Regions from separate parts of the Mus musculus genome. Here all the other regions are linked to region 1. A link is a contact called in public HiChIP or PLAC-seq and promoter capture Hi-C data. All regions are on one chromosome and are shown on one strand. The core of a region is the stretch at or near the end of the contact, and the rest is flanking DNA. Distances in the headings are between cores, read along the strand shown.

Evidence for each region. Promoter capture Hi-C pulls out the DNA fragments that hold promoters and counts their contacts. HiChIP or PLAC-seq counts read pairs in DNA pulled down with a chosen protein or histone mark.
Region 2: a promoter capture Hi-C map of neutrophils shows a contact between it and region 1, with 3 times the contacts expected there. The contact joins the promoter of Chid1 here to the promoter of Spef1l in region 1. A contact is called at or near these places in 4 of 39 promoter capture datasets (hippocampal neurons, liver, neutrophils and 1 more).
Region 3: a contact with region 1 is called in an H3K27ac HiChIP or PLAC-seq map of embryonic stem cells, with 2.6 times the contacts expected there. The contact joins the promoter of Taldo1 here to the promoter of Spef1l in region 1. A contact is called at or near these places in 1 of 39 promoter capture datasets (hippocampal neurons) and 2 of 115 datasets of contacts at active chromatin or transcription factors (bone marrow-derived dendritic cells and embryonic stem cells).
Region 4: a contact with region 1 is called in a promoter capture Hi-C map of cranial neural crest. The contact joins the promoter of Tmem80 here to the promoter of Spef1l in region 1. A contact is called at or near these places in 3 of 39 promoter capture datasets (cranial neural crest, embryonic stem cells and hippocampal neurons), 1 of 484 Hi-C or Micro-C datasets (B cells) and 1 of 115 datasets of contacts at active chromatin or transcription factors (astrocytes).
Region 5: a contact with region 1 is called in a promoter capture Hi-C map of hippocampal neurons, with 6 times the contacts expected there. The contact joins the promoter of Irf7 here to the promoter of Spef1l in region 1. A contact is called at or near these places in 2 of 39 promoter capture datasets (cranial neural crest and hippocampal neurons) and 1 of 115 datasets of contacts at active chromatin or transcription factors (bone marrow-derived dendritic cells).
Region 6: a promoter capture Hi-C map of hippocampal neurons shows a contact between it and region 1, with 5 times the contacts expected there. The contact joins the promoter of Lrrc56 here to the promoter of Spef1l in region 1. A contact is called at or near these places in 8 of 39 promoter capture datasets (the 3T3-L1 cell line, cranial neural crest, frontonasal cranial neural crest and 5 more), 2 of 484 Hi-C or Micro-C datasets (B cells and embryonic stem cells), 2 of 115 datasets of contacts at active chromatin or transcription factors (bone marrow-derived macrophages and embryonic forebrain) and 1 of 9 other capture datasets (liver).
Region 7: a contact with region 1 is called in an H3K27ac HiChIP or PLAC-seq map of embryonic stem cells, with 3 times the contacts expected there. The contact joins the promoter of Rnh1 here to the promoter of Spef1l in region 1. A contact is called at or near these places in 4 of 39 promoter capture datasets (cranial neural crest, maxillary cranial neural crest, neutrophils and 1 more), 1 of 484 Hi-C or Micro-C datasets (embryonic stem cells), 6 of 115 datasets of contacts at active chromatin or transcription factors (astrocytes, bone marrow-derived dendritic cells, bone marrow-derived macrophages and 3 more) and 2 of 9 other capture datasets (adipose tissue and macrophages).

The regions. Positions count from the first base shown.
Region 1 is chr7:139,976,349-139,980,729 of GRCm38.p6, forward strand. Spef1l (sperm flagellar 1 like) reads right to left here and starts at 2,407. Exons shown (of 7, transcript NM_001033465.3): 1 at 2,199-2,407; 2 at 1,686-1,797; 3 at 724-874; 4 at 127-325. The coding sequence starts at 2,334. Adam8 (a disintegrin and metallopeptidase domain 8) reads right to left here. Exons shown (of 24, transcript NM_001291066.2): 23 at 3,612-3,686; 24 at 2,584-3,179. The coding sequence ends at 3,129. It overlaps Gm16201 (a long non-coding RNA gene), which reads left to right. Exons shown (of 5, transcript XR_389973.3): 4 at 143-260; 5 at 649-2,632.
Region 2 is chr7:141,537,423-141,541,803 of GRCm38.p6, forward strand. It overlaps Chid1 (chitinase domain containing 1), which reads right to left and starts at 2,406. Exons shown (of 13, transcript NM_001142681.2): 1 at 2,351-2,406.
Region 3 is chr7:141,389,749-141,394,129 of GRCm38.p6, forward strand. It overlaps Taldo1 (transaldolase 1), which reads left to right and starts at 2,412. Exons shown (of 8, transcript NM_011528.4): 1 at 2,412-2,570. The coding sequence starts at 2,474.
Region 4 is chr7:141,325,540-141,329,920 of GRCm38.p6, forward strand. It overlaps Tmem80 (transmembrane protein 80), which reads left to right and starts at 2,591. Exons shown (of 6, transcript NM_001141950.1): 1 at 2,591-2,727. Deaf1 (DEAF1, transcription factor) reads right to left here and starts at 2,186. Exons shown (of 12, transcript NM_016874.3): 1 at 1,740-2,186. The coding sequence starts at 2,031.
Region 5 is chr7:141,264,468-141,268,848 of GRCm38.p6, forward strand. It overlaps Irf7 (interferon regulatory factor 7), which reads right to left and starts at 1,957. Exons shown (of 10, transcript NM_016850.3): 1 at 1,923-1,957; 2 at 1,156-1,577; 3 at 910-1,072; 4 at 608-824; 5 at 258-316; 6 at 26-188. The coding sequence starts at 1,169.
Region 6 is chr7:141,192,015-141,196,395 of GRCm38.p6, forward strand. It overlaps Lrrc56 (leucine rich repeat containing 56), which reads left to right and starts at 2,116. Exons shown (of 13, transcript NM_001172064.1): 1 at 2,116-2,603; 2 at 3,894-3,964. Hras (Harvey rat sarcoma virus oncogene) reads right to left here and starts at 1,990. Exons shown (of 5, transcript NM_001130443.1): 1 at 1,826-1,990; 2 at 816-967; 3 at 428-606; 4 at 117-276. The coding sequence starts at 926.
Region 7 is chr7:141,166,644-141,171,024 of GRCm38.p6, forward strand. Rnh1 (ribonuclease/angiogenin inhibitor 1) reads right to left here and starts at 2,293. Exons shown (of 10, transcript NM_145135.3): 1 at 2,033-2,293; 2 at 40-144. The coding sequence starts at 125.

The DNA.
Region 1 (4,381 bases), core at 1,157-3,656:
TGCATAGCTCACAGGCTGCCCCTTGAATGGTTGCTCTCTGGGTATTGATGGAGCCAGGACCCTAAGTATTATGCCTTCCTCAGGAGCCCACTAGCCTCTCTGGGCCCAGGATGCGCCTGAGCATACCTGCCTTCTTTTGAAGGTTTGGGAGTTCAACATCATGGACCCAGCTTTCGGGAACAGAGTGGTGCTCTCCACCGGAGTCCCAGAGGGGTTCTGACAAGCTGCTGTTATCCACATCAGGATCTTGCATCTTAGAGGTATGTGGGTTGGGGGTAAGATCCCGCCAGGGTCGGACAGCATCCACAGCAGAGTGTCTTGGATCCTGCAAAGTACAAAAGTTGGGGAGTGAAGTGTAGCTGGGCTGAATTTGTTTGGTCATTACAAACTCTGGGTGGGGTTAGTATGGAAACTGGAGAAGAGCGGGAAGCACTTGGGTTGGTTGTACTTGGAGCAACTCTTAAGTGTTTTCACTGCCCCAGGGTAGGTGGATTTGGCTGGAAAGGAAATTCGGGAGCCCCCCCCCCCTTCCAGAAGATCAGCAGGAAAGTCAGGAATGAGTCTAAGTGAGGCCTGTTGCCTCATGTATGGACTTCATTTCTTTTTGGACCACAGGGACATTCATTTCTCTGTTTTATTCTCACACAGACGGATTGTCTGACTGAGTGCAAAGGGCAGAAGGCACAGCAGACTTGCATGCTGAATTGATGTGCAGACACTTACAGCTGTACCAGCTGAGCCTACATGAACAGTCCTGGCCTCCATCTTCTCCCTCAGTGCACATAGAATAGACTCGATAACTCCAGGCCTGTTGGATACCACCCTTTGGATATCATTATCTGAGATACACAAGTGCAGCTTGCGAAAGACTTTCCTGCAAAGAAGGTAGGAGCACATTCTCAAAGCAGTACCATCAAGGACTGGGAGTTGAGCCCTCCCTGAAGTTCTATGCTCCCTGCAATGCCTTCCAGCCACTGGGCAGCATCTTGCTTTCTCAGAGAGCCCCTTTGTGCCCTGCACTTGAGTGGCGCATGGCTATCTCATTCTTGGCCTTTGGAGCTATGTCTCAGGAGATCGCAGAACATGGGGTGCTCTATCAGGCCATGTTCTCTGCATTCATTCTCATCTCTCTACTGGCTTGCCCTCGGTAAATCCTGTTGAGACAGCTCAACAGTACCTGGAAACCTGCAGCTGGGCCCTCTCAGCATGATCATCTCCCTTGAGGTCTCTTTTCATCTCTTCCCTCTCAAACATAAGCCCATGAGATTAGACCCAGGCCTGAGCCCAGCAATGTTTCTATTCCAATCTGAGCCAGTCTTTTGGGGGTGCCCACACAGGTTCTCCACCTTGCTCTGCTCAGACACTTCCCGAGGGCCCTCTGTGATTGGACTACATCAGACATATCTGCCCGACTCTGTCCTTGAGATCACTTATTATACACAGGCAGAGTCTTGTCTGAGGACATTTGGGGAGGTGAAGTAAAACTCTACTGATCCGTAAGGGAGCAGGCTAGCTGATAGGCTGCCCTAGCACCCCCAGGAGTGGTACTAGGGGTACTAGTGCCCTAGTACCCCTGGTTGTGGTACTCTTCTATAGGCAAGGACCCACAGTTAGGCAGTCAGAGACCCATGGCTGGAGAGAGCATCCCGGGGTCAACCTAGGTGGGCTGAGCTCCCAGGCCTTGCCTGTTGAGAAGGCTCCAGTTGCTCAGCTTCTGGTCTGTACTGCAGGCTGGGACGTAGCTGTGCAAGTCCACCAGCCGAGGGCGGAAGTGCTTCACAATCTCGGCCACCAGCACTGTGGGAATGCGAGGGGAACTTGGCTTGCCTGGTCAAGACCCTGGGTTGCAACTGTAATCCCTGACCACATGAGATGCATGGAATGGAGTGGGAAGGACACGAGCTTTTCCTGGGGAGCCCATAATTGTCCCCGAGTCTGGCACGGCACCTAGACTCCAGGTCAGACCAAGTGGTAGGATGGCCTGGGAAGCTAATACAGCGTGAGAGCCCAGGGGGAGCTGGAAGAGCCACAGGAGGCCCTGTTTGCTACTACCTTTCCTAAGGAGCACGAGTCTGGACTCAAGAACCGCTCCGTTCCCCCAACACCCACACCCGTACTAGGGGGCTGGAGGCAAGGGTGGCCCTCAGCTTTGAGTCCTCTTCATCATCCGCCCCATAGCGCCTCGCCCTCACTCGCACCACCATCACTGAAGTCCCGAGCCAAGTGGCGCTTGGGGCGGCTGAGTGGGAGCCGGTCCAGCCAGGCGCAGAGGTTATGAATATCCCCAGGCGTTGGCAGGAACGAAGCTGAGCTCGGCTTGGAAGCACTGAGCATGGCAGAGAAGTGGGTGTGCAGCAGAGAAACACAGCGGAAGAAACCTGGCGGGTTTGGACCGTTGCTGGGAGACGCGGCACAGCCGGAAGGGGCGGGGCCCTAACCGCGCTGGTCCCTCCCTCGATCCCAGGAAGGATTGGTCCTCCTGCACGCCCAGAGATCGGGCTGAATCAAGGTGGATGGTTAAAAAACGAAGGGAGATGGTAGGTGAAATTGTTTGATCTGGTGTAATAAAAACAAACTGCCATGTAGAATGTGATCTATAATCTATTGATAAAATAGAATCTTTATTAGTGAATAGTGTTTAGTCATAATTTCAACAACTAATCTGTTTCAATCCGGAGATGACGGCAACTTCTTGTCCCAACACCCCAAGAACGACGTCTTTTCCTTTCCTAAGTCTCATACACGAGTGGGATGTAGATACAGGAACTGTGCCTTGGAGAGAGGTCACTGTGTGAGGGCCAGTGCAGAAGTTGCTGGGAGGGGACTCCTGGCATTCTGTCCACCCAGAGACAGACAGACTTGATCACGCCCACTGCAGGGTACACCGCCCCTGCCTAGCAACTAGCATACGCAGATGTATGGTCTAAGCTGGCCAAGGCCAGTGAGAGGCCACTGGTTCATGAGGGCATCTGGACAGCAAGAGCCACAGAAAGATTATTCCTGAGGTAGGAACAGCGTGTGCAGGTCCAGCCTGGGTGGTGGTTGTGGTGTTGCTGAAGGAACACATTTATAGGAGCAGTGGTATCTCCAAACGTCCACAAACGATGGCCCTGGGGTGCCCTAGCTGGTCACCTCTTCTGGATGGGGACCTTCAGAGCAACCTTTGGCTCACCAGCTCCCTGCCAAGAAAAAAAGGAAATCGATATTAAAGAGGACCTGATAAGAGAGAGGTCCAGCTGAAAATACCCATTGCCAGTTCTTTAAATTTAGACTTCCACTTCCCCTAACAACAGAATGGGCCCGACCTCACAAGATGACTGTACTAGCATTTCATATATACTGTAGACTAGCCATATGAAAAGGAAAATTCCATAGCCCCCGAAAGCCGCAAGCACTGGAAAGTTCTGGCAAATTATAAAGCAGACATCAAGCCTGTTATTGAGGATTTTTTTTTCTTTCTTTTTTTTTTTTTTCAAATGTCACTAAAACTTACCAGCTAAGAAAATGAAAACAGCCACTCACCCTCCGAAACAGTGCCACAGTCAGCAGGAGGGTTCCTGCAAGATGGACTCCCCCTTCCCCTTCCCCTTCCCCTTCCCTCTGAGGCTCACCTGAGTTGCTCCAGGCACCGTCCCTCCAGTCCCGGGCTTGACTGGTGGTGTCGGGGGTGCAAAGGTTGGCTTGACCTGGGAGGAACCAGACACAGCTGACTGAGAGCATCTCCTAAGTAGGCCAAGTACGGCCCTTAGCTTCATCCTGAGGCTGTCCTGCTCAGCTCCAGCCTAGCCTGGAAGGCTTCTGTCTGCACGCAGCTCAGTAGGAAACATCTGCATGGCCTCACCGCTAGGAAGATAAAGCCCGAACCTGGCAGAGCTCCTCTTCTTGGCTAACTGTCCCAGCCAATCATCTTGCGGCCTCCCCAGTATCCCACACATTGCCCTGAAGCTTTCAGAACATGGGTCTTTAGAAGCTCAAAAGGAAAGAATTAACTAGGAAAACCCGTTTTGTTTCCACATTGTTAAAGAGGATGGTAACATGGCATGATGGGCTTTAGACACATTTTTCCCTCCCCCCCCCCCCCAGCTTCCTTTCATCCCTGCCCAGGATTCCCGTACCCTGCTCCGTTCTGCCTGCCGGGACTGTGACTAGGATGACATTTTCTTCCTTTTCTTTCTTTTCCTTTTGTTTTGTTTGAGACAAGGTTTTTCTGTATATCCCTGGCTATCTTGGACTCACTCTGTAGACCAGGCTGGCCTTGAATTCAGAGATTCAATGGTCTCTGCCTCCCAAGTGTTGGGATTAAAGGGATTTTTCAGCTCTTATATAAGTCTGAAATTAGTCCCTGGCCGGACACAGTGGTGCATGCTTTTAATCCCAGCAC
Region 2 (4,381 bases), core at 1,156-3,655, 1.6 Mb after region 1:
AAGGGATGGTCATCGGTTAAGAGCACTGGCTACTTTTCCAGAGGATCTGGGTTTAACTCCTAGCACTTACATGGCAGCTCACCACCCTCTTCTGGCTTCTGTGAGCACATAAATACATTCAGGCAAAAACCACATACATATAAAAATAAGTTGGTGAAAACATTAAATGGGGACGAGGGACTCTGGAGAGATCGCTCAGTGATTAAGAGTGATTATTCTTCCAGAGGACTGGAGTTCAAGGTCATTTATGTGTGTAACATACTGTCTACAACTCCAGTTCCAGGAGATGACACCTTCACATAGACATACTTTTGAGCAAAACACCAGTGAACATAAAATAAAAAACAATTTTTTAAAAATTAAAAGAACAAGTTTTAAATGGGGCATAGTGGATCACATTTGTGATCCCAGCACTTGGAAGGTAGAAGTAGGTAAATTAAGAGTTCAAGGTCATTTCTCAGTTATGTAGTTGTACATTTCTAGCGATGTAGTTGAGTTCAAGGCCATGCTGGGCTACAGGAGACCCTATCTCAAAACAACAATAACAACAGAGATGGTCTTTGGCTCTCACACTAAGCTCCTGCTTTGGTATTGCAGGATTTGTGGGATGCCGATTGATGTATCCTGAGCACCTTTTACTATTGCTGCCTAATATCGGTTTTGTAGGAGCAGGGAATTAGAACTCATGGCTTTCCATATACTAAGAAAATACTGGGCCATACTTTCAGCCTTCAGTTCTAATAGATTCACTGCTCTTACAGCAAGTATGATGGTCAGCCTACATTTTCATTTTTGAGAACACATTTTGGAGTGAACTGTTCATATGAGGAGGTGGGTGAGTGTATGGTTGGAAATGAAGGTGACGTAAGAAGCAGGATGATCACAACCCCAGGTGACATTTATTGACCATATGTTGCATGCCAAACCTGGTGAATTATCCACAAGTTCTCTCCACAGACCAGGACTCAGGCAGGCATAAATGTTATTCCCATTTACAGATAAGGAAACCAACACAGGGGGCAGCCCACCAAGCCATGGGGCACGTGGCTACCATCCCATCCCAACTATACAATGCAATGCAAACAGGACTGTGATAAGATGGCTCAAGTTATAGTTCTGTCACCAGCACACTGTCTCTGGGCCTCCCTGGGCTCCAGTCTAGAGATCTGTGGAAAGTTCTTTGGAAATTTTCCATCACAGAGTGTTCAAGATTTGAGGCTGCGCTGAGGGTAAGGCCTCATGTACCTAGCAAACTTGAAGGAACCCATACAACTTGCTGTATACCCTCCTACCTGAGGCTGGGCCCTCCACATAGAGCTCATTCTCTATGCCCGACAGCCACTCTGGCCTTGCTAACTCGTTTGCACACTCATGTCATCGTTCGTTCATTTGTGGCTCCACAAGCTATGCACACTAACTCACATATCTGAAATCTCTGACTTCGTTATCTTACATCCTGGTTCATGTTTATACTCCTTTATACACCACTCACCCATGTTTCTTCATATCCAGCTACACTGGCACATACATAAACTTAACACATTCACTACTGTGCTGTTCACACGTGCTTCCTGCGGCTTCTTTTGCCCCACCCCCAAACTCTTTTTTGGAGACAGGGTCTTGCTATGTGGCCCTGGCTGACCTGAAACTCACTCTATAGACCAGGGTGGCCTCGGACTCACAGAGATCCATCTGCCAGCCTTTGCCTCCCGGGTGCTAGGATTAAAGCCATCGCTACGGGCTCTCTTGATTTTATGCAACGGCCTGTGCTCGCTCATATTCTCAGATTACTGTTGGCTCGAAAGCTTCCTCACAGTCACACACTTGGCGCTCACACTTCTACTAAAGAACAATGTCACACTCTCTCCCATACCTGCTCTCACCCTAACACTCTCTCACCCTTGCTCATACTCATCCCCACTCGCTTTCTCACCCCTAATAAAGTCCATGTTCTCACATCTCCCCTCACCCATTCGGGCCCTCACACCCGCTCGCTCTCTCACATACGCCCTTACTCTCAGGCTGACACACCTGCTTTCTGACACCTACTCACCCTCACATCTGTTTCTTCCACCAGCTCACCCTCACATCTGCTTATTCCGCACGAGCTCCCACTCACCCTCACATCTGTTTCTTCTCACACTGACACGATCGCTCTCCCCCTCAAACCCTCTCATCCTCACTCACTTCCTCGCCCTCACATTCATAGCTCCCATATTGCTCTCATCCGTGCCCTCTCCTTCCCGCTCACACTCTGCCCGTTCTGTCCGGGGAGAGCCTCGCTGCCCGACGTTCCCGCATTGTGACGCGGAAGATGAAGCAGTCCCATTGCCGCCACAGCCGGGCTCACCTTCATGTCAGGAGACCGGCCAGACCCATCAAGCACGGCCGGAAGACGATTTAATCAACCGGAAGTCCCGCCCACTGGCCTCCACAAGCTCCCGCTGCGCCACGCCAGCTTCCTAGATGCCTTGCGCACGGCACGCTGGGATGGGGCGGGACCGAGATGGCTGGAGGGCGGAGTTAGAGGTGGAGCCTCGTAGCGACCGGCGAGCTGGAGAAGGGCTGAGAGTGGATCGGGACCGTCAGTTGGATGAAGACAGAGCTGAGTGTGCGGAACGTGTACTTCGTAGCCGTAGGTGCTGTTTCCGCTCCTGCAGCCAGTCCCTCTATTGATCAAGGGCCTGTCGTACAGCAGAATAGTGGGGTCAGATCCCGAAATCCTCCCAGAGAAGTTGGTGGTGATGTTGAACATCCCCTCTCCGGGATTGATGGCTGGCTGCCTCAGCACTGTGCTGAAGTCTACATTACGTCCACTTATGTGACCACCAAGGCCTTTAGGGTCTTGGGAACCCATCCCTGTCAAGTATGGGGGACGTGGGTCACTATGCGCATAGTCAGTTCCGTAGTCTCCCAGATGTGTCAGGACAGACTGTGCGCCAAGTCTTTGAACCTCCACATTATCCCAGTTGCCACATTTCTGTCACTATCTATAGGTTTGCAGTGCCCACTACACTGTCTCCAGTAGAGACACTGCTCCAGGCAATATAACATCCTTCTCCAGATGGCCTAGCACAGCGAACATTCTATCTGCCTAAATCCCAGAGCTGTCTTGGTCCTCGTTTTTGGTCTTGCAAATTGTAGGAGCTAGAACCCACAGAGGCAGACACCACGCTCCCCACCCCCATCTCAGCTTTAGCAAGAGGAGCCCAGACACTTCTTCGAGTGGGTTGAAAGCACACGTGACCAGCATTTTTATTTTTCATCAAGCTGACTAGTCCCCACCCCCATCCCTTGCTGTTCCCAGCAGTTTCCTGCAGAAACCACATTTGGCCTGTCCACACCCAGTTAAACCCTCTGGCCCACTCCACTATGGTCTGTTCCAGGATTTGCAGTGCGGCTGTTTCCCCATTCCTGCTGCTGCAGAGGTTTCTCACTGAGCTGAGCTTCGTGTTCTTCCTTCCGAATCACGTTTCCTCCTTTCTCTTCCCCATATTTTCTGCCAGCTGTCCCCCAAGCCTTTCTACAGGGGCGGGGCTGGGTGTGTATGCTAAGGCATGCTGTGCATCACCATCTGCTTTCCTGGCATCCAGCTCAGCACCCTACTAGGAACAAATGCCCAGAACAGTGATTCCAAGTGGGCAGAACTCTGGAGAGGTGGATGTCCTGAGAATTGTTCAGTCCAAGCAATACTAAAGAGACCATCATTCTTTTAAACCAGCGAAGGCATTTGGATCTGACTGATGTAAGAGGTCTTTGAGCTAAAGACTTGGCAAAGTCCACTAAGGATTCCACTCCCAGTCTGTGTTGCAGACTCTTAAGAACAGAAAGGAGAGAAAAACAGAACTCAAGACCAGCCCCTTTCAGGGTTCCATTAGACAGATGCTCAGGAGCCTGTTGAGCTGTACCCACAAAGTCTGCCCTGCCCTCACCTGCACAGCCTGACAAAGGGTGCCCCAGATCTCTGGTATGTGTGTGTAGGTGAACACTGGCTTCTCTCCCCTCCACGGTATTAGGAGTGAACTCAGGACTAAACACCTACTTGGCCAACACTCTACCAATGAACTATGTTTCCAGCCCCAAACTGATTTCAAGTGTTTAGCCACCTTTTAGTCACACAGAAAATACAGAAAGATGGATAGAAAAGACCAAGAGAATCAGAACTAAAGCATTAACACTCCGTATTAGTGAATCCATTCCAATTTTAATGTTTCTGCAGTATTTGAGGTAACTTTAGATTTTCTGCATTTATTTATTTTTGTTTGAAAAAGATGTTTTAAATTTTTATTTATTTACTTATCTATTATATGGTGTGCGTGTGTGTGTGTGTGTGTGTGTGTGTGTGTGTGTAGCAAGCAGCAGTAGGAGGCATGTGGAGGTC
Region 3 (4,381 bases), core at 1,162-3,661, 1.4 Mb after region 1:
CTCACAACTGTCTGTAGCTCCAGTTCCAGGGGATCCATGGCACCAGGCATGCATGTGGTACACATATCTGTGCATGCAGGGAAAATACCCATACACATAAAACAAAATAAATAAATCTTTAAAAAAAAAAAAAGCCTGCTGGGCAGTGGTGGTGCACGCCTTTAATCCCAGCACTTAGGAGGTAGAGGCAGGCATGAGTTCGAGGTCAGCCTGGTCTACAGAGTGAGTTCCAGGACAGCCAGGGTTACACAGAAAAACCCTGTCTCGAAAGACAAAAACAAACAAACAACAACAACAAAACCCCCAATAATTCATTGCTTTCCCAAGGGGAACTCTGGTAGACTCAAACTTTATTTTTTGTCACTGGGGCCTTACAAGGGAGGAGTAGGTGGGAGGTAGTCCCTCAACTCAAGGCAATAATTGTCTCAACAGATATGAACAAACACTTACCCTAATTAGGGCACTGATAACAGACCAAAGGAACAACCGAGTCCTTGTTCAGCTTGGGGAACCAGTGAATGATTGTCACAGGAGCATAGGTGACACAAACATCTGCTTCCCCAACAATGACCACCCTGGGATAGGTGGTGACTTCCTGAAAGCTGATAGGTGGAGCCCCCTTCAATTAGCCTAGTCCTCTAGCACAATGGTTCTCAGCCTTCCTAATGCTGCAACCTTTCAATGGAGTCAGTTCCTCCTTTTGAGGTAACTCCCAAAGATAAAATTATTTTTATTGTTACTGCATAACTGTAATTTTGCTACCATGATGAACCAAAATGTAAATATCTGATATGCGGGCTATCTGATATTTGACCCCACCCACAACCACCTCTGCAAAAGGGTTGTGGCCCACAAGTTGAGAAACACTGCCCTAGAGGCAGCCTCTGTGGCCCCTAGTATATAAAAGTCCATCTTCCAGTGAACTTGAATAGAGTCAGCTGGAGCCAAGTATGGTGGCCCCTGCCTGTAATCTGAGCACTTGGAAGGCAGGGGCAGGAAGACCAAGAGTTCAAGGCCAGTCTCCTTTCAAAGAAAAATCTATTTTTAAAAGATACTAAAAAAAAAAAAAAAAAAAAAAAAAGTGTGTTGGTTACTTTTTTTTGTCAACTTGACACAGCTCGGATTTTGCAGGAGGAGGGAACTTCGAATGAGAGAATGCCTCTGTCCTCAAGATTAGCAAGTCAGTCGGCAAGGCTTTTTCCCTTTGGCGAGTCTGGAGCTCCCTATGTAAACCAGGCTGGCCTTGAATCCACCTGCCACTGCCTCCAGAATGCTGGGATTAAAGGTCTGTACCACCTTGCCTGGCTCCGTTTTTAAGAAAAAATTAATTTTAAGATTAATGATTGATAAGGGAAAGCCCATAGCACCACGGTGAGTGGTGCCATCCCTGAGCAGGTGGTCCTGGAAGTTCAGGGCTGTAAAGAAAGGAGGCTGTGCAAACCAAGGGAGGCAAGCCGGTGAGAAGTTTTCTCCAGGCGCCTTTCTTGCAGTCCTTGAGTGATAGATTGTTACTTGGGAGGGTAAGGTACAATCAACCTCGCCTAGTTGCTTTGGGTGGTGGTGTTTATCACAGCAATAGAAAGCAAACTAAGACGAGTGGTAAACAAAATATTAACAGAAAATATCCGGCATACACATATATGTGTAATAGCTTGAGCCAGCATATTCAAAGAACTGCAAATCAATAATGGGAACACTGTAAAAGAAACTGCCCTTACTATTTTTATTCATGACTGAAGATTCAATTCCCCATCTCAACTTTCTCAAACTGCTGCTTATTCCAGACAGACTTCCAGCCAGGGGAGATGCAAAATCATGGGCAAGGGAAGGATCACCCAGCAGCTTAAGGCAACACCAGAACCACTCCATCTGGGAAGCGGAAACTGGTGGCTTTGCCAGAAGTCGCCCATGGGGCCATACACCTGTATTGATTCTCAGACTGTGCTTTAGCTTGTCTGCCTGTAAGCAGGGGCTGCACCGAGCTTGACTTATCGCGATCAGCAGAGAGGGCGCAGCTCCCAGTCCCTAAACTGGGAGTAGGGGAGTCCCACAGCTGGAGAAAGGGTGCACTTCTGAAGCCCCTGTAGGGAATGCACAGTTGGAGGCAAGGACCCGCTCAAGGATTAGCATGGGTGTGGAGCGAGAGCGCTGCCACCCATCCATCCGTAGTCCGTGGGGTCTGAGGCTTACTGAGCGCGCGTCTCAGTAGAATCCGTTGTCTGTTCATTCTACGCATCCGAGCTCTAGAGGGGTACAAAGAATCCACTCTCCTTGGACTGGTAGAAACTAACCACTCGCTACTGGGGAAGAGAACTCCGACCGTGACACGGGGCGTGGTCTATGGCAAGGTCTCCAAGTACATGGGCGGGGCTCGTCGTCAGGCTTCATTTAGCTTTGCTTTGATTGGCCAGGACGCGCGGGGCATTGTGGGTTAGCACGCACCGGCTACCGCCTCAGCTGTTCGCGTTTCGCCATGTCGGGGTCCCCGGTAAAGCGCCAGAGGATGGAGTCCGCCTTGGACCAGCTCAAGCAGTTCACCACCGTGGTGGCCGACACGGGTGATTTCAATGGTAAGAGGACGCGGTGCATGCGCCCTATTTAAGCTGCTGCGCCCCCAATTTTGGAACCAGCACCGGTGTGGGTGTCAGGGGCGGGGCCTCGCGGGCGCTGGAGCTGGGATTGGTGAGTTTGCGGAACCTTCAAGGATCAATAGCTCCTGGGCTATTGGTGACCCTGGGAGCCCGGCGCGAAGCCTCGGTGGGTAGAGGTAGTCCGAGAAAGTCTCCCTGACCCGGGGTGCCCCCACCCCTACTCCCAATTCCCTACGATGACACAGGCTCAACTTTGGAGCCAGTGCAGTCTGCAAGACTGGACACCATCTGCTTTTTGCAGCCTGTTGCACTGGTTTTCCACATGCAGCTGGTTACTCTCTATGGGCAGTACACAGCATGGCTGGAGTCAGACCAGTTGCACACACTAAATCAAATGGTTATCATTGTCATACTTCCTTCTCTTTTGAGACTGGGTCTCACAGTGTAGCCACAGGCTGTTCTGGAACTCCTGGTAATCCTTCTATCTTAGCCTTAGTGCTGGATCAGGCAGTGCCACCATGCGCAGCTCCAGTACTCAGATTTTCCTGGACTTGGTAGGGACGCGGAAAACAGGTGGAAAGACTTGTGCTGTTAGTCTTGCTCTCATCCTTGGAGGGTGGTGGAGGTGATCTCACATGTGCTGTGAGAAAGACTTTCAGGAAATGCTCCGTGTGAGCTCAGTACAAAAGCACTTCTGCTCTTTTCTGCTTTCTCACGGTGACTTGAGAAACAGGCTTTAATTCCTCATGAGTAAGTGCATTGTTTATCTCTCAGAGAGTCGCAGAGAGTGATTAGGCATATTTGGGCTGCTTAGCTATAAAGGACAGACTTGATGTGGGTCTAATAGCAAACCCGTCTGACACAAGCTGTGTTCGTCAGCTTCCAGAAATCCATCTGGGAGTCCTAAGGTTTTTCCACTGTGTGTGTAGTGCAGAGTTTACCGGCTAATGTTTGTGAAGAGAGCAAGAGACAGGCATGGTAGCTCACACCTGCATTTGGGAGGCAGAGGCAGGCACATCTTTATGAGTTGGAGGCCAGCCTGGGCTACATGGTTCCAGGCTAGCCTGAGCTACATAGTAAGAGCCTGTCTCAAACAACAACAAAGAGCCAAAGAGCACATTCATTGACAGTGTGGCTTAAAACAAATAATTATAAACATTGTCAGATTCAAAATCTATTTTATATACTTTATTTATTCAAAGTCTTTTTTTTTTTTTTGTCAGATGGTAAAGGTTTCTTTTGGTGTTTATTTGTTTGAAGACAGGGTTTCTCTGTGTAGCCCTGACTTTCCTGGAATTTGATTTATAGACCAGGCTGGCCTCGAACTCACAGAAATCTGCCTGCCTCTGCCTCCTAAGTGTTGGGATCAGCATTGTGCACCACCCCTGCCCAGCTGTGGTGAGGGTTCTTCACCCCTTGGGTATCACAGGCTCCTGAAAATAGAGTTTCCGAACGCTTTTGACCCCTTTCATTTTCCTCTGAACCTCAGGGTCTTTGGGCCTTAATGCTCAGCTGGGGGTGGGGTGGGGAGGAGAGGGGAGGGGAGGGGAGGGGAGGCTAGAGCTCAAGCTCTGACATCACACCTGCTAAAACAGCTGCCACTCAACTGTGTCCCCAGCCCTGGGTCTGTAGGGTTTTTTGTTTGTTTTGTTTTTTGTTTGGGTTTTTTTGTTTGTTTGTTTTTTTCGAGACAGGGTTCTCTGTGTAGCCCTGGCTGTCCTAGAACTCACTTTGTAGACCAGGCTGGCCTCGAACTCAGAAATCCACCTGCCTCTGCCACCACTGCCCTG
Region 4 (4,381 bases), core at 1,341-3,840, 1.3 Mb after region 1:
GAGAGAAAGAGAGAAAGAAAGAAAGAGAAAGAAGCTCCAGGAAAGGGACCAGAGATGGCTCAGCAGTTAAGAGCACTGTCTGCTCTTCCAAAGATCCTAGATTCAATTCCCAGCACCCACATAAGTGGCTTACAACTCCCTATAACTCCAGTTCCAAAGGAACCGAAGCCTTTTTCTGACTCCAAGGGGATCAAGCAAACATAGAGATACATGCAGGCAAAGCAGCCACACACATTAAATAAATTAACTTTAGAAAAAGAAGAACAACAACTCTGGGAAGAGATCCGGATGGCTCAGAAATTTTGAGCATGCTGTTCTTTCAGAGGACCCAAGAACCTATGTGAGGTCCTCACAACCATGTGTAACTCTAGCTCCAAGAGGAATTGCAGGCACCTGCAATCACATATATACACATAAAAATATATATATATATCTTTTTTTTTAAAGCTCTAGGAAGCTTCCCTCACTCCTGTGACTGGATCTAGGCTTCAGGTAGGTAGGTACAGCAGAAAACACGCGGAAGCAAGGGTTCTCCACCACTGCGTTCCAGTGCCAACGGTCTGAACACCCACCCAGAGTTAAGCTTCAGCTCTGATGTGCCCTGAATAAAAGCCCAATGCCAAGCCTGCAGCTTCACACTGGAAAGAACGAAACAAGACGCATGGCAAAATGATGGTCTTCCAAGGATTCGCATGTACAAGCATAAAACATATAAGAGCTCCAATTGGTAGGGAGTTCAACACTCAGGAAGGTCAAAGGGTGGGGTGTGTGGTGGGATTGTAGGAGGCAGTTTGGTGTGGTATCACCTGTACAGGGTGATACAGCTCAGCTCAAGGCTCCATTTGTCATAAAACATGAGAATCGGGTGCTCTTTGTGTGAGAAAACAGAAGGAGAAAAATGGAAAACTAAGTGATGGAGAAGGAGGGGATATCTGCATAGGAAGACTAGGAGATACAGCACGGAGCAGCTCATGTCACAATATAAAGCAAGGCTGGTTTCTGCATCGTTACCTTTGCAAGGTTGCCTGCCTTGGATGACTCTCTTGCCCCTCTCATGTCACACTTGAACTGGCCTTTGAGACAGACAGGTCTACCAGCAGTAATGCTGCTGACCATACCTGGGGCACCTCTAGAACAGAACTCACATGTGACCCATCTGTGCTCTCAGCTCCCAGGAAGCAGCAGGAGAGGACAAGGCAGGTGGTAGGTACTGAGAAAGTTCCAAAGGGTAAAACAGACAAAGAACAGAGAGGCACACTCACACAAGGGAGACACGTCTGTATACAGTGCAGAGCAAGGCTAGAGGAGTGAGAGTGTGCTGTGCGTGTGCATGTGTGTGTGCAAGATGGGCATGCAGGGCACTGTGAGATGCAGGGCAGGGAAAGAGCAAGGGTGCAAGTCATTGTGAGATGCATGGGCAGGTGCAGAGTAGGTGTTCAGGGCATTGTGAGTGCACGGGCAGGTGTGAAGTGCACAGGTGGTACAGAGCATGTATGGGGGGCAGGTGTCAGGTGCAGGGGCATGGACAGAGGCAGGGCAGGCGTGCAGGTCACTGTGAGGTGCACTGGCAGGGCAGGTGCTGGGCAGGTGTGCAGGACAGGTGGAAGAGAGCCTTCCCTGGAAGACAGATGTGCATGACAGATGCACAAAGCATATGGAAAGTGGCCTGTGCCTGGTGCATGTGTTCAGAGCTTGCACGCGGGAACCCGGTGAGGCGCGAGGCCGGCGGGCGCACTTGCCTGCGAAGGCGGCGGCGGCGGCGGCGGCCTCATCGGGGCTGGGCAGAGCCTCGGTACCCATATCCATGTGCCCAGATTCGGCCGCCATCACCGCCACAGCGGTGACCCGCCGCGTCTCGCGCTCCGCCTCGGAGTCTGCGTCCTCCTCCGAGTCCTCGTCTCTGCTTAACACCGGCTCCTCCGCCTCGCTTTCCGCTGCGGCCGCGGCGGCCGCCGCCACCGCGGCAGCGGCCGCCACAGCTGCCGCCTCGGCCAGGCCCAGCTGTTTTGCCGCCGAGTCCGAGTCCTCCATACGGACTCCACCGAGTCCGCCCGAAGGCGCTGTCCGGGACCGCCCGAAGCGCCAGGCACCGAGCCCGAAGCGGGGCCCGAAGAGGCCGCCCGAGTTGGGCCGAGGCCGCCCGAAGCCACCGCCCGAGCAGCGACCGAAGAGGCAGTCTGACGCCCGCCGAACCGAGCCGAAGCTGCCCGCAGAGCCGAGCTGATGGCCCGAGTGTAGAACCGAGCAGCTCCGAAGTTTCCCGAAGCGCAGAATCTAGATAATACGAATGGTCCCGAAGCTTCCCGAAAGCTTACGAGCGTTTCTTGCTCGCTGTCTAAGAAGCGGATCTGACTGTGGTCACCGACCGATAGAGCTGGCCGGCTCTGGGCAGTTTCTCCCCTGCTTCCAACGAAGTCTGGGTTCGCAGACAGACCCTGGCGCCACGGGATTTCTCCAACCCCCTCTCGGGGCGGCGAAAGCCGAACCCACACGAGGCCTCGCCGAACTCCGCCGAATACCTCCGAGCCGAGTTCTCCGGAGCCTCAGTGCCCGCCTCCTTCTATCCGAAAGCTCCCGAGTATTGCCGGACGGGAGAATCGGGCCTCGGCCGCTGTCGGACGCTCGCTGCACCGCGCGGCGGGAGGAGCGAAGATGGCGGGAGGGTGCGGCCAAGAGGCTGCTGGGATTGTGGCGGACCCAGCGGCAAAATGGCGGCCGTGCGGCCAGGTGAGGCGGGCGGGGCTACGCGATCGCAGGGACAGTGTGGTCTCATGCTGTCACGATGAGAGGCTGTCTGGGCTGGCTCTGCAACTCCTCTGATTGTCACCTTGTTATTCCGGAACCTGGTGGCTTAAGCCCACTAGCCCGGATTTCTGCGCCGGAGTTGGAGAGCGAGGGGTGGGGGGGGTGTCTTCCGGTTGGGCGTGGGGGCACTTCGGGTATCCCGGCGGCTGTCCCGAAGCTCGTCTCTGTATTCCAGTGATATACCTGAGGCACACACTGGGATACGCCCCTGTATACAACCATATCACACCTTCTGTGACCCGGGGTCCACCTGTGGATTACCCAGAGTACACTATGGTGGCATACGAACTACACAACCATATTTCACTAAAGCTGACATGCATGGCATACCTATGGCTCATCCTGAGCACACCCTTGGCATACCCGCTGCTCACCCCGAGTACGCCCTTGATACACCTATCTCTCATTTTTTCGATATACCCTTGGCACACCGGGTTTACACATTGAGAATATCCAGGACAACCATATACGTATATTCAGCTCACCCCTGGCATATCCACAATACACTCGAGTTCCCCTGTTGCTCACCCCAGATGTAAGGATGAATAAGAATTACGTTTGTAGGGAAAAAAAATGACTTAGTCAACCTCAAACAACTAAAGCAGGCTTGTTCCAGAGACGTGGCTGTTAAATTCTGGCCATTTGATGATCAGGGCACAGGATCTAGTCACTCAATGACCACAGTTAGTTCAAGACAATAGGCCACTCGCTTTAGACTGGGGTTTTTGTAGCTAAGGGTAGGGAAAGGGTGCTTGTTAAGAGCATTCTAGATAAGTTAGCTGTTTTCCTTAGACAAACTGGTTTTGGAATTTCTGGGTCTTTTGTCTTCTTTTGCACCCGTAGGGTGTCTGGGATAGGGATTGGTGTCTGAAGTCAAGGTCAGCTGCTTTTCTTCCCCAGTTCTCAAATTCCTGGCTTTCTGGAACTTTGAGTCCGTTGGCTTTGATGGGATTTTTTTTTTTTTAAACCAGGTATAGCTGTGACACACCCAGTGTGTCCTAGGGTACATCTTGTCACACCTGCAGCTTACCACATATTCATTCATAGCATGCCTCTGGCATGCGCTAGACTCCAGATATTCATAGCATACATTCAGCTCATCCCAAGCACACTTATAGTTCTCCTCAGCACCTCCAAGGCATACCTGAAGTATACCTTGGTACACCCATGGCATACCTGGTTTACACCAGACACAACCAAGGCATAATGTCAGTTTACCCTGGGTGAATACACACCCATACACACACACACACACACACACACACACACACACACCTGTGGCTAACCTGAGTCCCGGGCAGCCAGAAGGTGCTGTAGTCAATATTTCACCATGGCTGAGTCCCAGGCTAAATGAGGAGGTCTGAGCTCAGATGATATGCAGGCAGGGTCCAGTGCTAGCAATATGGAACAGAAACTGGTCTTAGCCAGCTCAGACCAGTGTTTGTCCATCCATCCATCCATCCAGTTTCCCAATGTTCCTTAATGAAGCAAATTTCAGAAATGTGATTGTACTACACGTGCAGCCTCACCTGCAGGGCATCCCTACTATATGCTTTGTTTAACAGCTGCCACAAAC
Region 5 (4,381 bases), core at 707-3,206, 1.3 Mb after region 1:
CTCTGTAACAGTAACTGCCTCTCACCAGGAGCCTGTGGTGGGACGGGGTCTGCCCCAGACTCGGATTCCAGTATGTGGCTGTACTGCAGAACCTGAAGCAAGAGGTCCCCGGCATCACTAGAAAGCAGAGGGCTTGGGGTTTGGAGCCCAGCATTTTCTCTTGCCAGAAATGATCCTGGGGACACACCCTGTAATAGACAGCATAGTGGTAGGCACCTGCCGATCCCCCACACCTAGGAAGGATGGACCAGATGTACCTGTGTGGGCAGAGCATTGCTGAGGCTCACTTCTTCCCTATTTTCCGTGGCTGGGCCCACTGAGGGAGAGGAGTGGGGAGGGGAGATTTGGTTACGATGCCCAAGCAGTTCCAAAAGTTCTCTATTTCTCATACCCTCTGTTCCCAAACCACCAGGTACCTCACTCAGCCCAAGGCTCTGACTTAGCAGGAAGTGTGCACTCCCCCTCCACCCCGACACACACACACTTTGGAAGGAGAGGAACTGAATCTACAACTAGTTTCAAAAACCACAAATCAAACCATTGAAACCACCAAAATGACAGAGGCCATGTACCTCCCTGGCCCATCCCTGTTTGTGGCACTGCTCACCAGTAGATCCAAGCTCCCGGCTAAGTTCGTACACCTTATGCGGATCAACTGGATCCCCTGAATTGTCTTGGCGCAAGATAAAACGCCCTGTGCTGTGGAGTGCACAGCGGAAGTTGGTCTTCCAGCCTCTTCGCTCTCTTCGCTCAGCAGCCTCAGCCTCTGGGGGTGGCAGGTTAACTCCACTAGGTGGCCACCTCCCTCGGGCCACAGCCCAGGCCTGAAGGAGAGGAGAGAGCATGGGTTGAGGCTGGATTCCCCCAGGAGTTCTGGCAGATTATAAAGAGGGCAGGACTGGGTACCACCTTGAAGATCTGTGCATCTTCTTCATCCAGATCCCTACGACCGAAATGCTTCCAGGGTACGCGGAAGACTGTGCGAGCCTCGTTCAGCCACTGCAGCCCCTCGTACTGGCCGCTGCTGACCTCCCCCAATAGCCAGTCTCCAAACAGCACTCGCTGGACCCCCCTGCAGGCAGAGCAGCCACGCTGGGGTTAGGGCTAATGTAAGGGACACAGGACCCAATACAACCAGGGTAGACATGTTCTCACCTCACTTCAGCCATTGCTCCGTCTACACAGGCAGTCTGGGAGAATCAAAGTAGATGCTACTACTCTGTGATGCCTTGTAGTCACTGGAGCAGTCAGCTATTGCAAATAAGGCCCCTTGGGTGCCTCTATGGTTTTAGGTTGTAGCCACAGATAGTGTGACCAAGTTTCACAAATGTGTTTTAAACGTTACAAGTGTTGGTAACAGGTAGGAATTTCAGTTTCACAAGTGTGACCCAGGTATTAGGGTGTTGAGGGTCACAGATGAGGTTTGAGAACTTGTGGTCACCTAGGTTCAGAACTCAGTGTAGATTCCTCTGCCAAGGTGGCTGTAGATGTGACTACAGATGTAGCGGGAGCGCACACGTGATGTCACAGGTGTTAATCCAGCGTCCGAGCCTGGATGGGCTGTCACAGGCTGGACCCTGCGAAGACACAAAAGGGGCGGGCCCAGACGAGTAAAACGAAACTGCATCTCAGGAAAATGAAACCTAAACAGTCTAAACAGCGCCCGGTAGCTGCTGGCTTCCCGCTGTCTCCACTGTCTCCATGCCTACCAGTGCAGTCCTCAAACTACACCCGACCCTTACTCAGATCCCAATCCCTGCAGACCCAATTGCAAATCCTGCCGGGACGTCTGCCCTCCTGTTTCCCCCGAGCTTCTCTTCACTGCCCTTCACTGATCACTCACTACTCTGTAGAGGGGACAAGAATTTCCCCTGTGGCACTAGCTCACCTCCCTCCCCGAGTGGCCCAAGAGTCCCACATACCTGGTACCGGAGCCGCCGGGACGGGTTTTATCTCAGTGAAAAGGAGGGTGCCAGTGCTTTTATAGTACTTCGGGCAGAGGCGGGGCAGAGCCCAGGCAGGGTGTGGCTTAAGGGCTCCAGACGTCACTAGGGTGTCACTAGTTTGTAGCACTCAATTGCAAATCCTTCCCTCCTGTTCCCCCCCCACCCCCCAGCTTCTCTTCACTGCCCTTCACTGATCACTCTCTCAGATTCAGTCTTCCAGGCTCTTTGTAGATTCAATGAGAGAGGCTGACCCTGCTTTGGACAGAACAGCCATGTCTTGGAGGACAGTAAGAATAGTAAGTAGGTGGAGGTCTATCTGCCAGGCTCAGCCCCTGGTGGAAGTGTGGGAAAGGTCTTTCCCCAGGACCTCTTCAGGAAAGCACATTGGGACAAGGCAGGGATACCCACAACAGTCAGTAGGTTTTGTTTGTTTATTTGTTTTGTTTAGCTGGCTGAAAAAAATCTTAGAAAGTGGAGTCTAAAGAGAGACTATGGTACAATTTGGCTTAACACTGAGAATGGTACAGATAAGAATATACCATCTGGGGGCTGGTGAGATGGCTCAGCAGGTCAGAGCACGACTGCACTTCTGAAGGTCCTGAGTTCAAATCCCAGCAACCACAAGGTGGCTCACAACCATCCGTAACAAGATCTGACTCCTTCTTCTGGTGTGTCTGAAGACAGCTACAGTGTACTTACATATAATAAATAAATAAATCTGAAAAAAAAAGTAAACTGGGCATGGTGGTGCACGCCTTTAATCCCAGCACTTGGGAGGCAGAGGCAGGCAGATTTCTGAGTTCGAGGCCAGCCTGGTCTACAAAGTGAATTCCAGGACAGCCAGGGCTACACAGAGAAACCCTGTCTCAAAAAACAAACAAACAAAAAACAACAACAACAACAACAAAAGTATACCATCTGGGAAGAATATACCATCTGGACAGAGGTTGAAGCAGAAGGATTGAGGCCAACCTGTGTTATAGAGTAAGACCCTGGAAGCTGAAGAGGCAGCTCAATAGTTAAGAGCCCTGGCTGCTCTTCCAGAAGTCCTCAGTTCAATTCCCAGCAACCATACGGTGGCTCACAACCATTTTTAATGGGACCTGATGCCCTCTTCTGGCACACAACTAAATATATATAATATATCTCCACAGTCAAGGGTTGTGTCCATCCTTCTTCAGAGAATCTTTTGTTTTGTTTTGTTTTGTTTTTGTTTTTTGAGACAGGGTTTCTCTGTGTAGCCCTGGCTGTCCTGGAACTCACTCTGTAGACCAGGCTGGCCTCAAACTCAGAAATCCACGTGCCTCTGCCTCCCAAGTGCTGGGGTTAAAGGCGTGCGCCACCCACCATACCTGGCCAAAGAAGCTTCTTATTGCAGTGGGTAGACCTTTAGGGAAGGGGGTGTCCTTTATTCAGTGATTAAATTGTCCTTGTTCCAGCTGGGTCAAGAAGCTAGAACTAAGAAATAGCTTAGTGGTTAGGGGCACGAACTGCTCTTCCTAGACAACAGGGGTTCAAATCCAGCACCCACATGGCAGCTCACAACTGTAACTCCAAAATTTGACACTGTCACATAGACATGCATGTAGATCATACACTGATACACATAAAAGTAAAAATTTAAAAACACCAAAACCAAACAAAACATTTAAATAGAAACTAGTTAAACTCAGAGGGATACTGAGAAGACGGAAAAGGAGGAAGGGGACTTGTTAAGAAGGCTTCCAACAAGGGGGAAAGAAAATGACAAGGGAGACTGGGGCATGGAAATCACCAGCCGAAATGAAAGTCAAAAGATACATTGTATGTATAAATGCATAAAACTGGATATTTAAAAGTATTCAGGGCTGGAGAGATGGCTCAGTGGTCAAGAGCACTGACTGCTTCACCAGAGGTCCTGAGTTCAATTCCCAGCAACCACATGGTGGCTCACAACCACCTGTAATGGGATCTAATGCCCTCTTCTGGTGTGGCTGAAGACAGTTATAGTGTACTTATATAGATAAGATAAATAAATAAGTCTTTTTAAAAAAAATAAAAGCATTCAAATACTTTGGAAAGGAGTTCAGGGTCACTTTTCATTAGAAAGCATGCCATGACTGCTGTTCAGGAAGAAGGCCAGATTGCGGGGTGCACACTGTGTGTAACTACCGTAGCCCTGGTTTTCCTCCATTCACTTACATGACCTGTAGCTTCCTATTTCTCATGTCTAAGCTTCCTGTGTGGGGCAGAGTGCCCTGTTCATTGCCAAAGCAGCCTTCCTTTTTCTTTTTCCTCAGAAAGGCTCTCTTTACATTAGGTTTGCCTTCCCTGGAACTCACTGTGGAGACTAGGTTAACCTCAAACTCAGAAAGACCTGCCTGCCTCTGCCTCACACATGCAGGGATTATGTGAGCTACCACTCTCAGCCAGATCTTTGAAATGGGCTGTGACCC
Region 6 (4,381 bases), core at 866-3,365, 1.2 Mb after region 1:
AGCTGGAGCCAGAGCGGCTGCCCTGTGTTGAGGGAGAGCGGCAATGAGCTCTGCTCCCTGGCTGGGGTGGGGTGCGGTAAATCCTTGACTAGCTGTGGAGAGGGAAACAGGCTCACCTGCCGGGTCTTGGCTGATGTTTCAATGTAGGGGATGCCATAGCTGCGAGCAAGGTCCTGGGCCTGCCGAGACTCAACAGTGCGAGCAGCCAGGTCACACTTGTTGCCCACCAGCACCATTGGCACATCATCTGAATCTTTCACCCGCTTGATCTGCTCCCTGGAGGGGGATGGGGTGGATATGAGCCAGCTAGCAGGCTGCAGGCATGACTGTGTCCAGGACATTCAAAAAAAGACATAAAGCCTCAGTGTGCACACGGAACCTTCCTCACGTGTGCCACGGGCTCACGGGCTAGCCATAGGTGGCTCACCTGTACTGATGGATGTCCTCGAAGGACTTGGTGTTGTTGATGGCAAATACACAGAGGAAGCCCTCCCCTGTGCGCATGTACTGGTCCCGCATGGCACTATACTCTTCTTGACCTGCTGTGTCTAAGATGTCCAGTAGACATGTCTCCCCATCAATGACCACCTGTTTCCGGTAGGAGTCCTGCAAAACAACACGGCTTAGTGGGGGTGGGGGGTGGGGGTGGGGTCTCACCTCTCCTCAGACCAGAGAATCCACAGAACCAGCCTACACCCTTGCACCTCTCATACCCTGATGGATCATACCCCATAACACCTACAAGACCTGGGCTGTTTGGTCATTTACCCATGACCACTGCCACAGCCCACCTCTGGCAGGTAGGCAGAGCTCACCTCTATAGTGGGATCATACTCGTCCACAAAGTGGTTCTGGATCAGCTGGATGGTCAGGGCACTCTTTCCCACGCCTCCAGCGCCCACCACCACAAGCTTGTATTCTGTCATAGCTTCTACAGCGGCTGCCAATCCAGGAGCTCCTGCCCCACCTGCCAATGAGAAGCACACTTAGCCAAGGCCCTTGCCACTTGAGACGGCTAATAGATGCCTGACCCAAGGGCCCTCTCCAGCATTGAGCAGGCAGGCCTGCCAGTGGCCCAGTTGATCACCTGTGGCACCTTCAGCTTGAAAAGGGAGGACCCCACCCCCACCCCCCAACCTCCTCAAACAGCACTTAATGGCTGTGTGAGGAAGCAGGGAGAGGCCCCCAAGGCAGGGCTGACAGCTGAGAGCTTCTCCCAACCACGCACCCAAATTAGAAGTCGCTAGGTAGGCAGAAACCCTCAACTGGAGGCGCCTGAGGGCTGAGGCCACCCCCCAAAAAACAGGTCCTGCCACGGCGGCCTCGGCGTGCCCAGGCAGGCCAATGCCAGCCTACAACCGGCTCTGGCCCGCCGGCATGTGGGTGCAACCTACAACTATTTACTGAGCGCCTACTGCATGCCAGGCGCGGTCCCGGCAGCGGGGGGAGGGTGGCTGGAGAAGGACCCTGCCCTCCACTAAGACAAACCTTCCACAAGGGGCCAGGGAGCTTTCACAGAGGGGGGGAAAAACGGCTGAGGGTGTGGGAAGCAGGTGACTACAGGAACGCGAGGGATGGCTGGGAGCAGAAGGCCCTGGTTGGGGCCCAACGCGGGTGTCCTTGTGGCCCCGAGGCCCGAGCGTGATGGCCGCGGGGCGCAGAGTCTCCGGAGGCCCGGGCGGCGCCTCGCTGGGAGGACGGCCACAGGCAGAGCGAGTCCGGCCGCAGAGGCGGGCAGCCGGACGCTAGGCACGCTGCCGGGCCGAGAGGAGCAAGGAAGCACCGATCACCTGCGCCCCGCGCCCCACCCCGTGCCCGCACTCACCGCTTGCTGGCGCGACTGCCCCCGGGGCCGGGGCCGGGGCCGGGGCAGGGCGGGGGCGCGGACGGGCGCCGGCTGGGCCCGCGCATGAGCTCCGTCCGCGGCGGGTGCGGCTCGGGCTGCGGGCGCCGGGAGCGGACGGCGGGGACTTGGCCGGGCCCGCGCTCGCCCCGCCCCGCTCCGCCCCACGCCCGTCCGTCAACTCGAGGCGGCCCGTGATTGGTCGAACTCCTCCGCACCGCGACCTGTTGTGGTTGGCTGAGCAACCCATCCGTCAGAAGCCGAAGCTGGGCGGGGCTTCCTGGAGCCGCGGGGAAGGCAGTGCCGGAACTTGGGTCCTGCACTCAACAGTGATGTCTAGTGCCTAGGTGCAGAAGAGACAGACCGAGACCGTGCTTACGAGCCCGGGATTTCTCCGGAGAGAAACTGGTGCACGCTCGGGTTGCGTTGAGGACCTACTACAGAGCCTCCACCCTGCAGCCTCACCAAAGGCCCAAAGGCCCACGAGTGGAAAGGTCATCCCGACCGGGTATTGGTGTCGGGGACAGTCAGCACCGCGGACGCGGAATAACAGAGGAAGACAGAGTTCGCCGGAACCCCTAGCTGCCTGTTCTCGTAGGTCGAGGTGGAGCAAAGGCTCCATCCTGGGGCAGCGTCGGCCCATCACACCGCGCTCTTCGTGTTTTGGAGAAGACCCCCCTACCGCTCTCAAACTCGAGGTCCCAACACTGCAGAAGCTCATACTGCGTCCATTTGAAGAACGACCCCGAAAGTCAGAAAAGTTGGTATTGGGGCGAAATGAAGTGTTCCACCCACTCAAGCAAGTAGGGTACATCTGTGTCAGACGCAAATGACATGTTTTCAACACTTTTTGAAATTTCAAAGAAACGAATAAGCACGTCCTCAGAAAAACTCAGGCTTTTACTCAGGTCGTGCAGGCCTGGGGTTGCACGCTCACCCCGGTCGCCGCCCGGGGTGCAAGCTCGGCTTGTTCTATTCATCTAGCAGGCAGATAACCGAGAGCTGGCCAGAAGCCTCTCACGGACGGCTCTCTGAACCACCGTGAGTGCCTTCACTGCGTTCAGCCGTCCGGCTTGTCTCTTACTCTAGGGAGCATTTCCACCGGATCTGCCGCGTGTCCCGGCAACCGTTGCTAGGGGGCGGGGCTCATCTTACCGAAGCCCCGGATGCCCGCGGCTCACGAATATTTGGGTATTCAAATGAGCCCCGCCCCCGTTGCCATGGCGCCAGGCCTGCAACCCCATCGCGGTGGTAAAAATAATAATTAAAAAAAAAAGCCCTCACCTGAGAGAGCGACCGCCGCGGTGGAGGGGCCTAGTGCTGCGCCCCAAGTCTTGGGCACTCTGGCCCACCCCTCAGGTGAGAGCCTAGCACCTCCTCTCCATGTCCTTTGTGCTAGGGGGATCCTGGGCGACCCACGTCTGTGGGACAAGACATACAGGACAGAGTAAGCAATAAGTCATGAAGTGCAGTGGAAGGGGATCACTCTAACTAGAGAAATGTATCTGGGAACGGCAGGAAGTACAGGAGTTAGGGGTCGGCCAAACCTGCATGGAGGCCACGGAGGAGGACTAAGAAGAAAGGATATACTTAATGTTCTGAACAGAGTTCTTACCTTAGCCATTGTCTCTTGAGTATAAGATCTAGGGCCAAACACAGACCTCTGTATCTTTAAGGAGAAACAGTTTATGCACTTCCTACCAGAGGTGTAGAGGCACCTGAAAAAAAAGTATGGGAAGGAGTGCCTGCAGGAGAGGCGGGCCCACAGATGATTGACAAGAGCATTCCCAGGCTCCCCTCTGGGAGTAGAAGTAGGACTTGGATCATGTCTTTATTTGCATTGGGTGACCAAGAGGGACCCTGGCTGAATCCTCATTGTAGAAGCTTTATCCTCCATTAGAATGGTTACAGGGAGTTCAGGGCCAGGCCTCCACCTAACATCTCCCCCATTCTTGTACCTGCTTGTTTCTGGATACTGTGACCTTGGCCAGCTCAGGTACCACAGAGTACAGTGATCTAACCAGGAAGCTAATCTAATTCTCTTTTACAGGTGTTACATGTAGACACATGTGGCCCCCTTGCCCGGATGTTTGACCTACAGCAGGAGCCGGCTACCTTCAGGTACTTAGTCAGAAGACTGTGTGGATGGTTGGAGGTAATGCCTGCTATCTTGATCCTAAACTTAGACTCATGAAACCATTAATGAAGGCAGATCCACAACCATTGTCAGGGGCAGCTCAGGGAACTGTCAGTAGCCACTTGCTGCTGGTCACTACAGGCATCTTGTACAGTATCCCTAGCCTCACAGCCTTTTAAAAAAATCTTTATCTTATAAGCGTGTGTGTGTGTGTGTCTGTGTGTGTGTGTGTGTGTGTGTGTGTATGTGGAGCCACCCATCATGGATGCTAGGAATCAAACATAGGTCCTCTGTAAAAGGAGCAAGTGCTCTAAACCACTGAGCTAGCTTTCCAGCCTCAACTCACAGCCTTTGTGATGCCCCCAGACAGCAAAGCTTGGAGCTTGGAGCCGGTGCTCATT
Region 7 (4,381 bases), core at 1,043-3,542, 1.2 Mb after region 1:
TCCCAGCCAGACCCAACTGGTCCCCAAGGTTGCTCCTACCTGACCACTTCGTATTGCTGGATCAGAGGAAGGAGCTCTGTCCACCGGGCATCACTCAGCTGCTCACACTGGATGTCAAGACTCATGGTGGGTGCACAGTGCAGTCTGGGCAAAAGAAGAAGGAAGAGAGCTCTTGAGAAAATTTCTTATCTCGACAGGCTAGAATTTGTAAAAAGATGAGTCCAAAAGTTAAGAGAGTATTTTTTTCCAGTAGGGGCCCAGCCTCTCCCCAGCAAGTCTGTCCACACATTGAGTATCCCGGAAATAAGTTATCAGGGAGAAGCTAACTACATGGTACCATTAAGAGGAGCAGAACCTGAGAGCCTAGGACTATGCGACACAGTCACCCCCTAGCCTCTGAAGGAACCCAGTCACCCAGCACCAGGATACCAACTCTGGCCTGGAAACCTGCTTATTTGTGGGAGCCTGGCTACGGTCTGGAAACTCCAGTAGTGGGGCTTACTGCTGATTCAGCCTACTTCTTACTCTGAGAACAAGTTGGTCCAGCACCATACTCTACTGTTGCCAAGCCCTATACAAAGTCAAAGGCCAGGGAGCATGAAGCCTGGACACAAGCAACCACCTTAAGGGCAGGAAGGCACAGGACTCTGGGGGAAAAGGAGAGTATTCAGAGGCAGTCACTATAGCTTTTGCTTCTGTGACTTCCTTCTGAGTCTAGGGACTCAGGCCAGGACCAACTTCTCACAATCCTCAGCCAGCTCAGGCCCAGCCTGCAAAGGATCCAGGCAGTGTATCACACTAGGAAAGCTGGGACAAACAGGTTACAGGCTCTGACAACCTGAATAAGCATGACAGGCACTGGCTGTGGAAGGATGTATCTGAGGCCTAGAGACAAATACCCATGTCTCCACATTCCTAAGCAACTATCTGTCAAGCAAGCTAGCCTGGACAGCATGTGGGTATCCTGGAAGGCTTGAAAGAAGAGATCAGTGCTGTGCTCCTAGCACTGAAGGGAGAGCGGTACTAGGTTCTGTTTAAGAGAAACAGAAGTCACTTCAGCTGCTCTCTATAACAGTTACCGAAACTGGCAAACAGCTCTGTGTGAAGTTACAGTGCCTGGCACAACATGGCTTTACTAACGGGGTCTTCCCCTTCCTTCCCAGGGCTAGGAGGATACCCCCTTAATGCTAACCAGGAGCACTTTACACATATTGACACAAGGGCTAGTGACAGGGAAAACTGAGGCAACGGCAGAGATAACTCACTGTGGACATATAGCCAGGGCATGGAGAAACCAGTTAGCCCCACCCACAACTCGCCAGGGAGTAAAACCAGCACTGCCTGGATCAGATGTGTCATCCAAAGCCAGTCATCACTAGGGCACTGCCACTGGGGTGGGGTAGCTACAGTACTTCTAGTCACAGGTGCAACCCACACCTGCTCTCTTATGCACTACAGACTACAGGGTCCTAGAGTATCTACCTTTGAGGAAAGCACAGGACTGGACTTTATGGGAGGCAGGGTGCCAGCCAGTCCTGACGATCATCTGAGGTCAGGGGCAAGGGATGTGAAAGAACCCAGGCAGCTGGTTCTTCTCCCACACTCCTCCCCCTGTTTGGCCTTGGGACCAGGCAGGAGGTCCCACCAGCCTGGCTTAGAAGCATGATTCAGGCCTCTGCTTTGATGTGATTGGATATTGCTAACTAGCTGCTCCTAGCTGTTGGGTTAATCCTAGGATCTGAAGACACCCTCTTTGGGCCTTAAAGTGAGCGAGCGAACAGGTCGCTGGCGACGGAGCTATGAGGTCAGCCTTCAAGCACCAAGCAAGGCTCCTCTGAGGCACAAATGTGTCACCCTAAGGGAGGAACAGGCCTCAGAGACTCGCCGGGCCCGTGATCCCGCCCCCGCCCAATTTTTTGATCCCTCAAACCTTCTGGTCCAGCCGCTCTGCCACGTATTAAGAGGGCCAGGAAGGGACCCGAAAAAAACTCTCAAAGGCAGCCGGGCGCCCCGGAACATGGCCCTTGCTCACCTGGTGCCGCTGCAAGAGGTCCCAGACGATCCGTTTTCTTCCGCCCAGGGCGGGGCGTAGAGACTTTCGCCGCTTCTCTTTCTCTGGCCCCAACTAGCCTTTCACTTTGCCTACTGGAGACCGCCCACTAGGTCTGTCCCTCCCACATGCAGGCTGCACTTTGGGAACAGAACTTGACAAACCTGAGTCACTTCTTTGAGCCTGACTAAAAATACGTAAAATGATCCACAGCTGCCACGAAATGGGTGTGACTGTGATGAGAGCTTCTGGTATGAACACACCCATCTCTCCTACAGGCCGACCAGGTTTTCATGGCTAGAACAGTGTTCATTATGAACAGCCTTTCTCCCTGGGGATAGGGCTTGGGATGTCGAGAGCCTCTGATGCATGGGGCTCTCAAGCATTTCGTCACTAAGCATTTCTGATATTTGTCTTAAATATCGTTTATATATGAATGCTTCATCTGCATATATATCTGTGCATCGTGCCCAGGAAGGCCAGAAGAGGGTATCAGATTCTTGGGGAATGGCCACCATTCAGGTGTTGGGAACTACACCTGGGTGCTCTGGAAGAGCAGTGTCCTAAGCCATCCCTCCAGCCCATGTTTAAACTTTGTAACATACTCCCAAGTTATAGGATTTGCTTTTGGTTTCTGTATTTTTGAAATAAGGTCTTGATGTGTAGCCCAGGAGGGCCTTGAACATGCAGATTTGCTTCCTGAGTGCTGGGATTCTAGCACTGTGGAAAAAGTCAGCATTGAGAGTTTGTCACTCAGGAGCCCTGCTCTCTTGCACAAATGGCCACACACACCCTTGCCAAGGAACTGGCATCCATCCACCTAAGTGTTTGTTAAACACTTGTCATTTGCCAGATGCTGTTCTGAGTCCCTCCGGGAACTTTAATAATACAAGTAAAGGAGAGTCTAGCAGGCCAGCATAGGAAATCAGGAATTGTGTTCCCTAAAAGACCTGGGACAGGGAGCCCTGAAGGGAGAGAAGGAGGCAAAGAGACAGGCAAGAAAAGAGGCTGGAACTCAGCTTCATAAACCCTGTGCAGTGGCCACTACAGACAGAGCTTAATCTTCATCGCTGCAGAGCCATCCTCATGGAACCAATACCAACAACTGACCTGTGAAGTTGGGGATCAGTTCTTTGGGGAAAGATTAAAGCCTGCCCAATTAGAAGGAAAACTTTGGCCAGCCAGCCTTTATTTGTTGCTGCCATGAAGGAGAATTCCTGAAAAGAAGCTGTATCTACAGAGACTGGCTGATTAGAGTTTCAGTGCTGTGGAGAAATTGGGCTGGTGCAGTTCCAGAGGCTGCCTTATCCTGGGCTAGTTCTACCCCTCTAGAACAGCTCTTCCTTGCCTACCTGTGTTGCAACTAATATCTTGTGATCAGGCTGGCCTACAACTCACAGAGATGTGGCTTCCTCTTCCCCCTGACTGCTGGTAGGAAAGGCAAGTGTCACCACACCCAGCATCCTTTTGGAATCCTTTAGCAGACCAGTAGCTTCCACTAACCAAAAGCCAAGAATGTCATCAGTTGGCATCTTGGACTTACAGAAAAGCTTCCTTCCTCTTGTTGTACCAATCTCTCTGATGTACCCTTCAATGTACTTAAACTTGCCTTGTTTACTACTATTTTCTTCTGTAAAACTACAAAACGTCATGAAACTACCTCCATGGGAACACAGAATCTGGAGTAACCTAAATCTGTGTTCTCAGGCCATGGTCACTAACAATGACTCCAGAATAAACTATCTCTTATTCCTTTTAAGGTGAGAGCTGTAGTTGTTTTCATGGATACTGAGTACCCACAGACAAATGGCAGGGGCTACCAACTTAGGAGCCTGGGTTCAGGCAAGCCATGTGGCTGGCAGGTACAATGAGTTTCTAGCACCATACCAGGACCTCAGAACAAACTAAAGACAAGCACCTGCCTTCCTTCTACCAGCATGAAAGTGAGCTTTCTACAAAGACCACACCCAGTGAGGAAGGGTGAGAAGTGAAGGGGGCAAGGGCCCCTGGGTGCTGAGTTTGCACAAACTTTCCTGGAAGCTGTATGGGAGAACTCATGTGGGTGGGTGGGTAGGTGGGCCCCAGTATAGTCCTGAGGATCCTCTTAGGAAGCGGCGGAGATACTGGGTGAAAGGGCAAAGAAAGGTTTATCTTTTGGAGGCTCCAAAAGTTTCCTCCTGCAGACACTTGACTTTTAATTTCTCTCCTGAATTGTGAAGAGACAGCAGATATGAAACTGGCAAATTTTTTTCACAACTGTTACAATAGGGGGGGGGTGCTTTTTGTTCCTTTTTTGTTTTATTTTGGGTTCTTTCTTTCTTCCTTCCTTTC